Linked DNA regions of Zea mays: region 1 is linked to region 2. Evidence: chromatin contacts called from public Hi-C data. All regions are on one chromosome and are shown on one strand. The core of a region is the stretch at or near the end of the contact, and the rest is flanking DNA. Distances in the headings are between cores, read along the strand shown.

Region 1 (5,529 bases), core at 556-3,055, 940 kb after region 2:
TTTCGTTCATAATAAAGCATTTTTGAGAAATTTTCCCTTGCTTAAATGCATGATGTTATGATGCCAAGAAACTATGATGTCTAAATGAATGAGGGCATAATATGATATAAAGATGAAGGTAAGAAACAAAATTCGAGACTTTCGAGTCTTTTCACCTTTACTAGGTGGTTTTCTCTTACTATGCATTCCCTAGAAACGACTTCAAAGTATTTTTACCTTTAATAGGTGATTTCTATGACTCTACATTCCCTTAGGAATGACTTTTGAACCTTCAACACCTTTACTAGGTGCACTAATTCCATTCTCTTTTTTTCATCTACACCCTATGGTGTAGCTTTAGATTTACATTTTACATCGTGTGGGGCATTTGCCCTTACATATGTTGGGCTAGAACATGTGAATTACAATAATGGCCCCATTAAAACATTTCCTCCTTTTGAAAGGAAAAAGGGAACCATAAAAGAAATGGAAAAATTACATGATTAATCATACATAGTATCGACGAAGCTTATGTGCGTTCCATGATCTTGGAACTTCATTTCCATCCATGTCCTTCAATCTGTAAGACCCTGGTCTACCTGAAGATATGACCAGGAAGGGACCCTCCCATTTTACTTGTAACTTTCCACTGTTTCTGGGTTGGCTACCCTTCAGAGCACAAGATGACCTGGCTCGATGTTTTTTAACTTGACCTTTTTATCGTGTCGTTTAACTGTTTTTGCTTGGTATTCATTGATGTGATCGATTGCTTGCAGTCTGATCCCTTCTATGGTATCTTTTGAAATTTTCTAGCTATCTTTATCATCGGTTGAAGCCATAGTTCACGCTGAACCTGTTTTTGCTTCTTCTGGGGTTACAGCTTCATCTCCATATAATAGTTTGAAAGAAGTGAATCCTGTGGACCTCAAGACTGAAGTATTATGATTTCATACTACTTTAACAAACTCATATGGCCATCTTCCCTTTGACAAATTGAAGATTGATCTCATTACCCCCACCAAAATGATGCTATTTTCCCTTTAAACTAAACCATTGGACTATGGATGTCTTACTGATGCAAAATGTATGTTGGTGCCCACTTGGTAATAGAAATTTTTAAAGGCTTCAGAATCAAATTGAATTCCATTGTTGACTGTTAAAATCTTTGGTACTTCGAAGCGGCAGGTGATGTTTTGCCAGAAAAATTTCTGAATTGTTGCCAAAGTTATTATGGCCAAGGGTTTAGCTTTGATCCACTTGGAGAAGTATTAGACTACTACAACAGCATGCCTTAAATTCCCTTGTGATGGTGGCAATGGGCCAAGTAAATCCATGCCTCATCTTTGTAACGACCATGTTGGCTGAATTAATTGAGTTAAAGACGAAGATTGTTTCGGTTACCTTGCGCACCGTTGGTAATTGTCACGTTTCTGGAATAATTCTACTGCGTCTGAAGCTGCCTTTGGCCAGTAGAATCCCTATCGAAAATCTTTTCCCAAGAGTGTATCGGATCCAATATGAGAACCACATATGTCAGAATGAACTTCCTTCATTAATTCTTGAGCATCGGTTCTTGATAGGCATTTTAGAAGAGGCGAGCAAACTACTTGTTTAAAAGTTCCCATTCTATTATCTTATATGGTCTTGTCCTATCCTGCATTCTCTTGTTATAGACTTCGTTATTTTCCTATGATTTTTTGTGGATTTTACCAGCTGCAGCAAAAATAACAATAGAAAACAGTGAACAATACTTGGGCCAATAGTGGCCTGCTCTGGCCCAACGACGAAGGAATTCCTGCACCCGCGCGTGAAGTCTGTGTCTGTTGCCCCATTTTTACACCTAACACCCTAGGGTTTTCCGAAAACTAGAACCAACCGACGCCCAGAGTCATAGGACTTCACAAAACACCCTTGTCTTCCATTCATTTCATCTAACACCCTAGGGTTTCCCGAAAACTAGAACCAACCGACGTACTATTCCCGAGAGTCATAGGACTTCACAAAACACCCTTATCTTCCATTCAATTCACAAATCCACATCCCCGAATCCCACCATCCCCCTCCGACGAGCCAAAGACTTGGGACAGTGGAATACAACTAGGACGCTAGTCGAGCCTATGCTAAAATATGTTCCCCACGATGGTGGCCCACTTGGACCCAAGGAACAAGCGATTTCAAGACCACCATGCCATGACCACGGTTCCAGTAACAACTGGGTCCGTTGAGAGGTATCCCGGTGAGGCCGGCACAGTAGAGCTCAAGGGGAGGGCATGGGAAGGACCAGCAAGTCACACAAACATGACCAGGGAGAGCGCAAACAGAACGGTCGACACGATGGAGTGGCTCACGGCAAAGATCAATGGCGTCGCGGCGGTGTTCCGGTCAACTCGCTACTAGAAAAACAAAACAAGCAGATCCATAAGCTTCACTGCCCTATGCAAGTACTAGAACACTAAGTTTAAAGCATAGAAGTAAACCATGCTTGGCTGACCACGGTGGAGGCGAGATGTCGATGGCGTGGTCACCGGTCAGGGCAAGGACAGCGCGCAATACACCTGGCTAGCACCCGGAGCTGGATGAGGAAGATTGGTTTGATTAGCTGGAACGATTCCAGGTGCAATCCGACGCAAACGAACAAGGCCTTAGGCATCGGAATATGGAACGCACTAGCACACGGCGAGTTCGACTAAATTCGGGGGGGAGAGAGGTAGGGCTTTACTGAACTATGTTCCTACGCCCACAGAGCAACGAGGTAGACACTGCCTGGTTTAAATGGGATCACGGCGAGGAGGACACCGGTCAACAGCTACAACAGTGTGGACATGCAGTTGCACTGCATGAGCACCACGCAAGACCCAAGCTCTAGCGAGTCACTGAATAGAAAATCAATGAGACATTGACAAAACAAGCAAATAATACAGCCCCCTGACAGTGGATAAGTTTTAGTCCCTTCTAGAGGTAAATACGTGGAACTCAAAGTTTATGTATACTGACAGCACCTTCCTAGAGGTATTTTACTCCCATTTTATTGTAGCACTAGCTCAGGATTACTTAAAGAAATTTGTTACCCTATATATGGTCTTTAATTCCTTAAAAGAATTCTGGAGCCAAAAGTGTTTGGATCTCAAGTTATGATACTCCAAACTTGATCACAATTCTCTGAAACTCAGTTTCAACTTCTGATTCACATTCAGTCTCAAGCATAGGCCGACAGTGAATGTTTGGGGGCATTTAACTCAAGTGTTTTTACAGCACCAAACCCAATCCTCCTAAAGAAATTTTTTCATCTTTCTATGGTCAATTCAATATAGACACCTTGGTTCAACACTTTATGGATTTGCCAGAAAAGAGCTATGAAGTCAAGCAAAATACACTAAAATTCAGTTTCAGTAAACTACACTGTCTGGAAATCCCAATTCAGACAGCTCCACTTGGAACTAGTCTTTCTCCTAGTTCCATATGATTTTTGGGGTATCCCACCTGACAAAGTTCGTTCTCCTATAGTCACACTACATATTTGTTATAATGACTATAACCTATAACCACATGGATAGAGCAGTAGAGAACTCTAAAATTGCCCCCCAAAACACAAAGTTCAGACTGGTTTCTCAGTCTGAAAATCCAGAATTAAACATTACAATTTTGGACCACTGTTTCTACCAGTTCCAAATAGTTTCAAAGGTATGCACCTAAAGACAATTTACAAACCAACACGTGGTCTTCCATTTTGTTGTAATTCCCTCAGTCTAGAACTGTATAGATTTGCCACTAACAGGCTTCCAAATTTGCTTCGGACTGCAAAAACTGCAGTGCTGATTATTTTATTAAGTCTAAGTCTCAGAATTAAATATTCCACTTTTGAGGAACGTTTACAAACAGTTCCATATGGTTTTAGGGCTGAGTAACTTAATCAAATTTGTGCACCTAGTGTAGCTCTACATATTTTCTACAGTGATGATCTTCCAAACATCCATAGATCAAAAGTTACAAAGGTCCAAATAGAGCTAGCTGATAATATTCTCAGAAATCCAAACCCTAGGTCAAAACTAAATTGTGAGTTTTTCTCCACTTTTTGCTATAAAACATGAAAATCTCCACACATAAAACTTTTTTGGTTTAGGAGACTCTATAACTTTGGTACTTTGACTTTTGGCAAAATTTTGTCAGGTTACAAAATCAACTTTTGGGGTTACAACTGAAGTTTTTCAAACTAGGTTTTCTGATCTCCACTGACCACCACATCAAATTTAGATTGTTTTTTATTCTAGTGAATGCATTCTAGGTGTATTACAACACAATATGCCAACACATATGATGTCATGCCAAGTTTTAGTTCTAGTAACACGACTCTAAAAAGAATCTCGTCCCAAGATTAAAGCTCTAGGCTAAGTAATGGAAAAGGAAACGTGTCACAAGTTTATTACCTAATTTCTCTTACAAGGCAGGGGTGTGGGTGCCCCGGTTGGTGTACATTAGTGATAGATTACAACAAACCTAAGGTTTATAGGATTCTAAAAATTTAGGAAAATGACTATCTAGGTAGCCTTTGGATTCCCATGTAGCTTCATCCTCAGAATGTTGATTCTATTGCACTTTGTAGAATTTGATGGTCCTCCTACGAGTAATCCTTTCCTTCTAATCTAGAATTTTGATATGGTGCTTAGAATAAGTTAAATATGGCTCCAGATTAACATCGGATACCTCCACTACTCTGTCGGGCACTTGAAGGCACTTCTTCAATTGTGACACGTGAAATATATTATGTACAGCTCAAAGATGTTGAGACAATTGCACTTTGTAAGCCATGGATCCGCACTGCTCTAGTACCTTAAAAGGACCAACATAATGTGGTGCCAACTTTCCCTTGACGCCAAAATGAGTTACTCCTTTCATGGGTGAAACTTTCAGATACACAAAATCACCAACTTAGAAAAACAAAGGTCGTCTTCTCTTATCTTCAAGCAAAATACACTAAAATTCAGTTTCAATAAACTGCACTAAGTCTAAAGCTCCCAATTCAGATAGCTCCACTTGGAACCACTCTTTCTCCTAGTTCCATATGGTTTTTGGGATCGCATTAGGGAGCCGCTTGCCCCGTTATTATAGGCAAGGTGGGGGTCTAGGGGGAGGAGGCGAGGATTAGTGGGAGATAAGCATGTATTAGCCATGGCAGGCGTATGTATATGAAAGGGAAATGGCCTCAACATTTCCTATAATCGATTTTGGTGTTTGACGACCATAACAAACCTTATGGACTAACTAGTTTGACTAGTTGATCTTTTCTTAGATGCATAAAGTTCACATACACATACAAGGAAAATGACCTTGGGGCAATTCTACAAGTTTGGAGCAAAACAGACTTGCATCAGCCGGTGGTGCACCGGACAGTGTCTGGTGCCTAGGATGGGGCGCCCAGCCAACTAGCTGCTCTCAGGAATTCTCAGCAATCTCGACTAAAAATCACCGGACTGTCCGGTGTGCCCATGATCAATGGTCGATTTCGCCAACGATCGACTGCCACGGCAGTCTGAAACGTCAGAAGGTCAGAGA
Region 2 (5,272 bases), core at 66-2,565:
TTTGGAGTCAAATTTAGGATGATCTAGTGAGGTTAAGCCCATGATTCCTGTGACAAAGTTGAAGATGTTATATAGGAAAACAACTTTGCTGAATATAGAGGGGTATGTTGCAATTGGGAAATGGAAGAAAATTGCCCTCAAACTTGCTCTGTCAGACTGGTGAACGAGTGATGGCATGGTACAATACCGAAAAAAGATCACAGACGCAGTGCGCCTCACCGTCGATCCCACGTCGTGATTCGCGCTCGCCGGTAAAGATCATGCTGAGCTCGACGTAGATAAACATTGGGGGTGAAAAGATCGGGGGGAGGTGAATGTGGTCTCTGGCACCGTCTCGATGATCCGTGATTCACTTGCTCCGTAACGTGGCTGAGCGGCCAACAACGTCGTGGCTGCCATTGATCCTGGTCATGCCATAGGCCATTTCACCACGTACCTAAGACGGTGGCAAGCAGTAAGTAAGCATTCCCGAGCCATTGTGCCATTGCGTGCCATGACGACTGACCTCGGTGAAAAATCTAAGCGCCGTCGTGGGAACTTCCCTCCCAAATTTGCGAAGCAAGCGATCAATCCCTTTAAATTGAGTGCCCTCCCTGCTCTGCCCTCTGGTTACGCACCTAGCGCACCACTTCTCACCTCAGATCATCAACCATAGCTCGTGAATTCTGGATTTCGCCAGAATCGGCCGGAACGCAGTCGTAAGACATCTCGTCGTGGCCAGCCTATCCCAGGTCAGTTCATGTCCCTCTAGTTCTCGTTTTTAGTACCTCTTTGACCCCTAGATTCTCCCAGTCTCGGTCAATTGAACGCTACCGCGCTATAGCTCTGAGAACGTCGTGTCAACACCGGGAACACCGCCGTGGACATTGCTCACGTCGTCCGGCCACTCCGGGTTCTCTCTGTCCAAATTCACATAAGCACCATAGCTTTAGTAGATCACTGATTCTTTTCGAATCATTTGATTGAATGCTACTGGCTCGTGTAACCTAGAACGGGCTCGCTGGAGTCCTTGTTCCGCTATTGTCGCGAACAGACACGGGTTAGTGGCAAGTTAGTCAAATTAGTCCATAGGATGTGCTCGGCTAGCTTCAGAGATGGAGCTTGTGTACTCGCTACCGCCAGAACAGGTCGCCGGCGATGGGAACTCGCGACTCCAGCCAGGTGTTCGACCGGAGCGTCGTCGGGGACTTGGAGCCATGAAGAAATAGAAATACGAGGACATTTGTGTAGCTGTTAGTGAAACATATGAATACTTCCCAAGGATTCTTTATTGGTTTTTCAAATGCCTAGGGGTCTGAGCGCAAATCCGCCAGTGCGGGCGTGGGTGCACGCAGTTTTCTGCGTGGACTTGGGTCTGTTGGGCTGAATTCGACCCAATACTATTCATGTTTTATTCTTTTCTTTTTATTGCTAGCTTGAAAAATTTGTATAAAATGGTAGACAAATGGTAAAAATATGAAACAAATTTTGGTAGACTCCTAAAATCAAGTAGTATTTAATAAAAATAATTCTAAGGTTTTTATTTCAAATCCTAAATTATGTAGTATTTAAAGGTACTTAAATAGGGCTTTTCAGAATTATAGAAATAGTTTAGTAATCCCAAAAATCATAATTTTTTTGGGTAAACTTAAAATGTTGATTATAAACTTTGAGTGAAGTTTGAATTGTTTGGACACTGTTTGACTAGAAAATCAGTAAACAGTCTAATGGGGTAACCATTTCAATACCAAAGGAATTAGAGGTAGTTTTGTAAATAAAAATTTAACTTAGTACACTTACCTTCCTTGAGAAATTGAATACTATTCCTTGTTACCTGATTTATTCAAACAAGTTTTATGATGCTTAGCTTTGCTTTAGAAAAAAAAGGTGATGCTTCACACTAGATGGGAACTTTTACAAACAAAAGACTTATGATGGTGGATTCATCATGGCCGTGATGGGTTCAACATCTGAAAAGAGTACTTCTGTCAGGTACCAAACTTTGGGCTATAAATGATAAAGATGAGATCGGGCGGGTGACTTGCATAAGAAGGAAGTCTCGGTGTAGTGTCTCTGTCAGAGTCGTTTAAGGACCCAGCCAATGTAGGCTTGATGATCGAGGACCTTTTAACTGGCCACATGCCTTGTCATGGGTAAGTTTTGCCTCGGCCGGACCAATACTAGAAAGGATATCACACAATGAGAGTGGAGAGATGGCGAGAGTAGCATGTACCATCCGTGGCAAGAGGCCGGACGGTGGAGTATCTGTGCTCTCGGTTGGCGTGAACCCATTCTGGTCTTGAGAAACCTTGGTGAGAGTTGACATATGCAAGGGTTAAGTGCTACATATGTCATGTGGTTGGAGATCCCCAGTTAGGTATTAATCGATTCAGATCACCGTTACTTCTCGGACATGAAGACTTGGTCACTGACCTACACCGTAGTGACAAGTGAACTCAAGAGGTGATAAAAGATGGCTAGTGTAGGCCAAGTGCTTGATCTAGATTAGGAAAGAAATCTAGATGTAGGTAACTACTTAACCTGACAAGTGAAATGGATTCATAAGGACCAACTTTAGTAAGCTTTGTGCAAACTGAGTCATTGGTTGTTGCTAAACCTTACCTTGATTCCTAAAGGTCAGCATATCCTTGAGAGTCTTTTCTTTTAGTCAGGTAAGACTTGCGAAAGTACAGTCCATACTCAGGGTTTTCGAACCCATGTTGTTGTCGGTAATGAAACTGTAGAATTTTGCTGCTTTTGCTCCAAGGTCGTCCCAAAGCAAGTGGAAGAAAAATAAGAGAAACTTATGGAAGGTGTTTGCCTTCGCGTGATGTAATAAGTATAAGCACTCGAACCCGTTTATGTATTAATGACTCTTTCTATATCGTACTTATGAATGTAAATTAAGTTATTTTAACTCTTTCCGCTTTTACTCCAATGGTATGTAATGTTTGCGATATTGGATGAATGCTCTTGGGCAATGTGAAGGAGATATAGGAAACCGGACCTGTTGAGCCATTAGGTGCACCTGCATGACTCTCTAAGGTCTTCGGGACAAGCACATCTGTAGGTGGGCCTAATATCTTGGGAGGTTCCTTGATAGAGGGTATCAGAGCAATGCCCATTTCTTCAGACAGTACTTAGTGCTTCAAAAGGTTTTAAACTACTTACCTTTGAATATTCTTTCATCCTTACCTTGATCCCTTCTTATAGCATCTTACCTTTTAAAGAAGTTAGGAAAAAGAGTGCATATTACTAGGTTATATGTAGGAAGCTTGGGATCAATGAGTAGTTGATTCCATGTTTGTAGGATCATGCATGCATCATGTTTAAACAATACTAAGTATTCTTCCCCCTTATAGAGACATGGCATGTACGAATACCACCCTTCGGAAAGTGACTGGACCTCACGGTGTGCCCCGTCACCAGTTGGCTTCTCTTCATGAGGGGAGCAGTAGTGGGAGGAATGGTCCCATAGGAGACTTGGAGGCTAGAGTCGAGCACCTAACTGTGGAGTTGCGCCATGGAGGCAGGGAGCGTATGCATGCTAGTCGCCGTATCGTTGAGCTATCAGAAGAAGTAGAGCGCTTGCAGAGTGAAATCATAGAACGTGATCGAGCTATTGACTGGGCTGTGAATTTGCAATCCATAGCCTAGGATTATGAGGCGACTACCCGAGCCCTGGTGGAAGAGCTGAGCATGGCCTTGGAAAACCTGCAAGCGTATAACAATGTCCTGCACGAGGAGGTGCATGTGTTCTATGACCAGTTACATCCAAACGTGCCACCAGAAGTTGCAGAGATGGGAGCTGGCGCAGCAGGAGCACGTGAAGGAGGACCCTATGGGGAGCTGGACATCTTTGGAGCCCCTTCTTCTATGAACATCGTGGATGATCGCCCTTCTGAAGCTAGGAGCGGATCTGGAGCGACCAAGAATGTGGAGGACTAGTCTAGTATAGTAGTAGGTTGTTTCCTTGTGTAGTCTAAATAAGGAAAGTGAGTTGTACGGCTTGAGTATGTATAATAAGTACGAGCTTGGAATAATGTAACAAAGGTTGTGTAATAATCAAGTATATTTTCTTCTCTAGATGTCGACAAGGACTTGTGGTCATGATGGGGCAGGGCTTCTCGGGGTAGTGGGGAGGAGACCCCAATCCCACCACCTGTACCTCCAACTTTGGCAGAGGGCATTGGTGCCTTGCTTAATGTTATGGCTGACAATACCCGGTTTCTCTAGGAAATGACGGGAAATCAAATCCATCTGCAAGGAGGCCGAGGCCAAAACCAAGCCCCTCGAGACACTACTTACATGGAATTCTCGGAAACTCGTTCCCCCTGTTTTTGTTAAAGCAGAGGAACCCTTGGAGGCAGATGAATGGATCCGCATGATGGAACAAAAGTTTGGATTGATCCGATGCATGGAGACTCAGAAGCCGATGTTTGCTACTGAACAACTGCGAGGCTTCACCAGTACATGGTGGGCAAACTTCATAGCTATTCAACCTGAAGGTCATCTCGTTACATGGGTAGAGTTTAAGCAAGCGTTCAGGGAGCATTATATTCCAGATGGTATTCTGCAAATGATGCTGGAAGACTTTGTTCGTCTAAAGCAAGGTGGTGTCTCTATGATGCAGTACCTTGCTAAGTTCAACCATCTCTCTCAGTATGCCATAGAACAAGTTAATACAGACTTAAAGAAGAAGAATTGCCTTATGAGAGGTCTGAGTGATAGGCTGCAGCGGAAAATGGCTACCTGTTTGGACCTCACCTTCAACAAGGCTGTGAGCACAACAATCTCGGTGGAGGTGAAGAACTCGGGGCAAGGGAAGATAAAAAGGTTTGGACGTGATGGAGGTGAGGGACCCTCTCAGGGATCCAAAAAGCAATCAAGGCTAGTGATTCGTTCCTTCAATCCAAATCATTCTTTTTCTCACCCATCCTCATATCCTTTTAAGCAACCGATTTTCATTCATCCAATTGCTGCCCCTACCCAAACCACTCAGCGTGTGCCCCTGGTACTCATTTTCCAGCTTCACCTAGCTTGTCTAACAACTGCTTCAACTGTAGAAAGCCTGGACATTTCATCAAAGATTGTCCTTATCCTAAGCAAAATAAGCCAAACTTTCAAAATACTTCTGGAAATTCTTCTCAAGGCAAGGGAAATATGGCAAACAATTAGGCAGGCAAGGGTGAAAAGAGGACTGGACGAGTTTACTATACTCAAGTGGCTACTACACTAGAAGGAGAGCCTATGTTGATGGATACGTTTTCTGTTGCAATCATCCCGCCGTCAT

The links. A called contact is a pair of places that touch in the nucleus more often than the background predicts.
Region 1: a Hi-C map of leaf shows a contact between it and region 2, with 3 times the contacts expected there. The contact joins two enhancer-like sites. A contact is called at or near these places in 7 of 25 Hi-C or Micro-C datasets (bundle sheath, ear, leaf and 2 more).

Annotation. Positions count from the first base shown.
Region 1 is chr2:128,025,251-128,030,779 of Zm-B73-REFERENCE-NAM-5.0, forward strand. No RefSeq gene overlaps it. Among protein-coding and RNA genes, the nearest start is that of LOC103646939, 130 kb to the right of the region's middle. Within about 2 kb of position 1,806, at least 16 of the 20 cell types and tissues checked have an H3K27ac peak or open chromatin away from gene starts, as enhancers often do. A contact at or near this core is called in ear and leaf, where this site is marked.
Region 2 is chr2:127,088,611-127,093,882 of Zm-B73-REFERENCE-NAM-5.0, forward strand. No RefSeq gene overlaps it. Among protein-coding and RNA genes, the nearest start is that of LOC103646933, 110 kb to the left of the region's middle. Within about 2 kb of position 1,316, at least 6 of the 20 cell types and tissues checked have an H3K27ac peak or open chromatin away from gene starts, as enhancers often do. A contact at or near this core is called in ear and leaf, where this site is marked.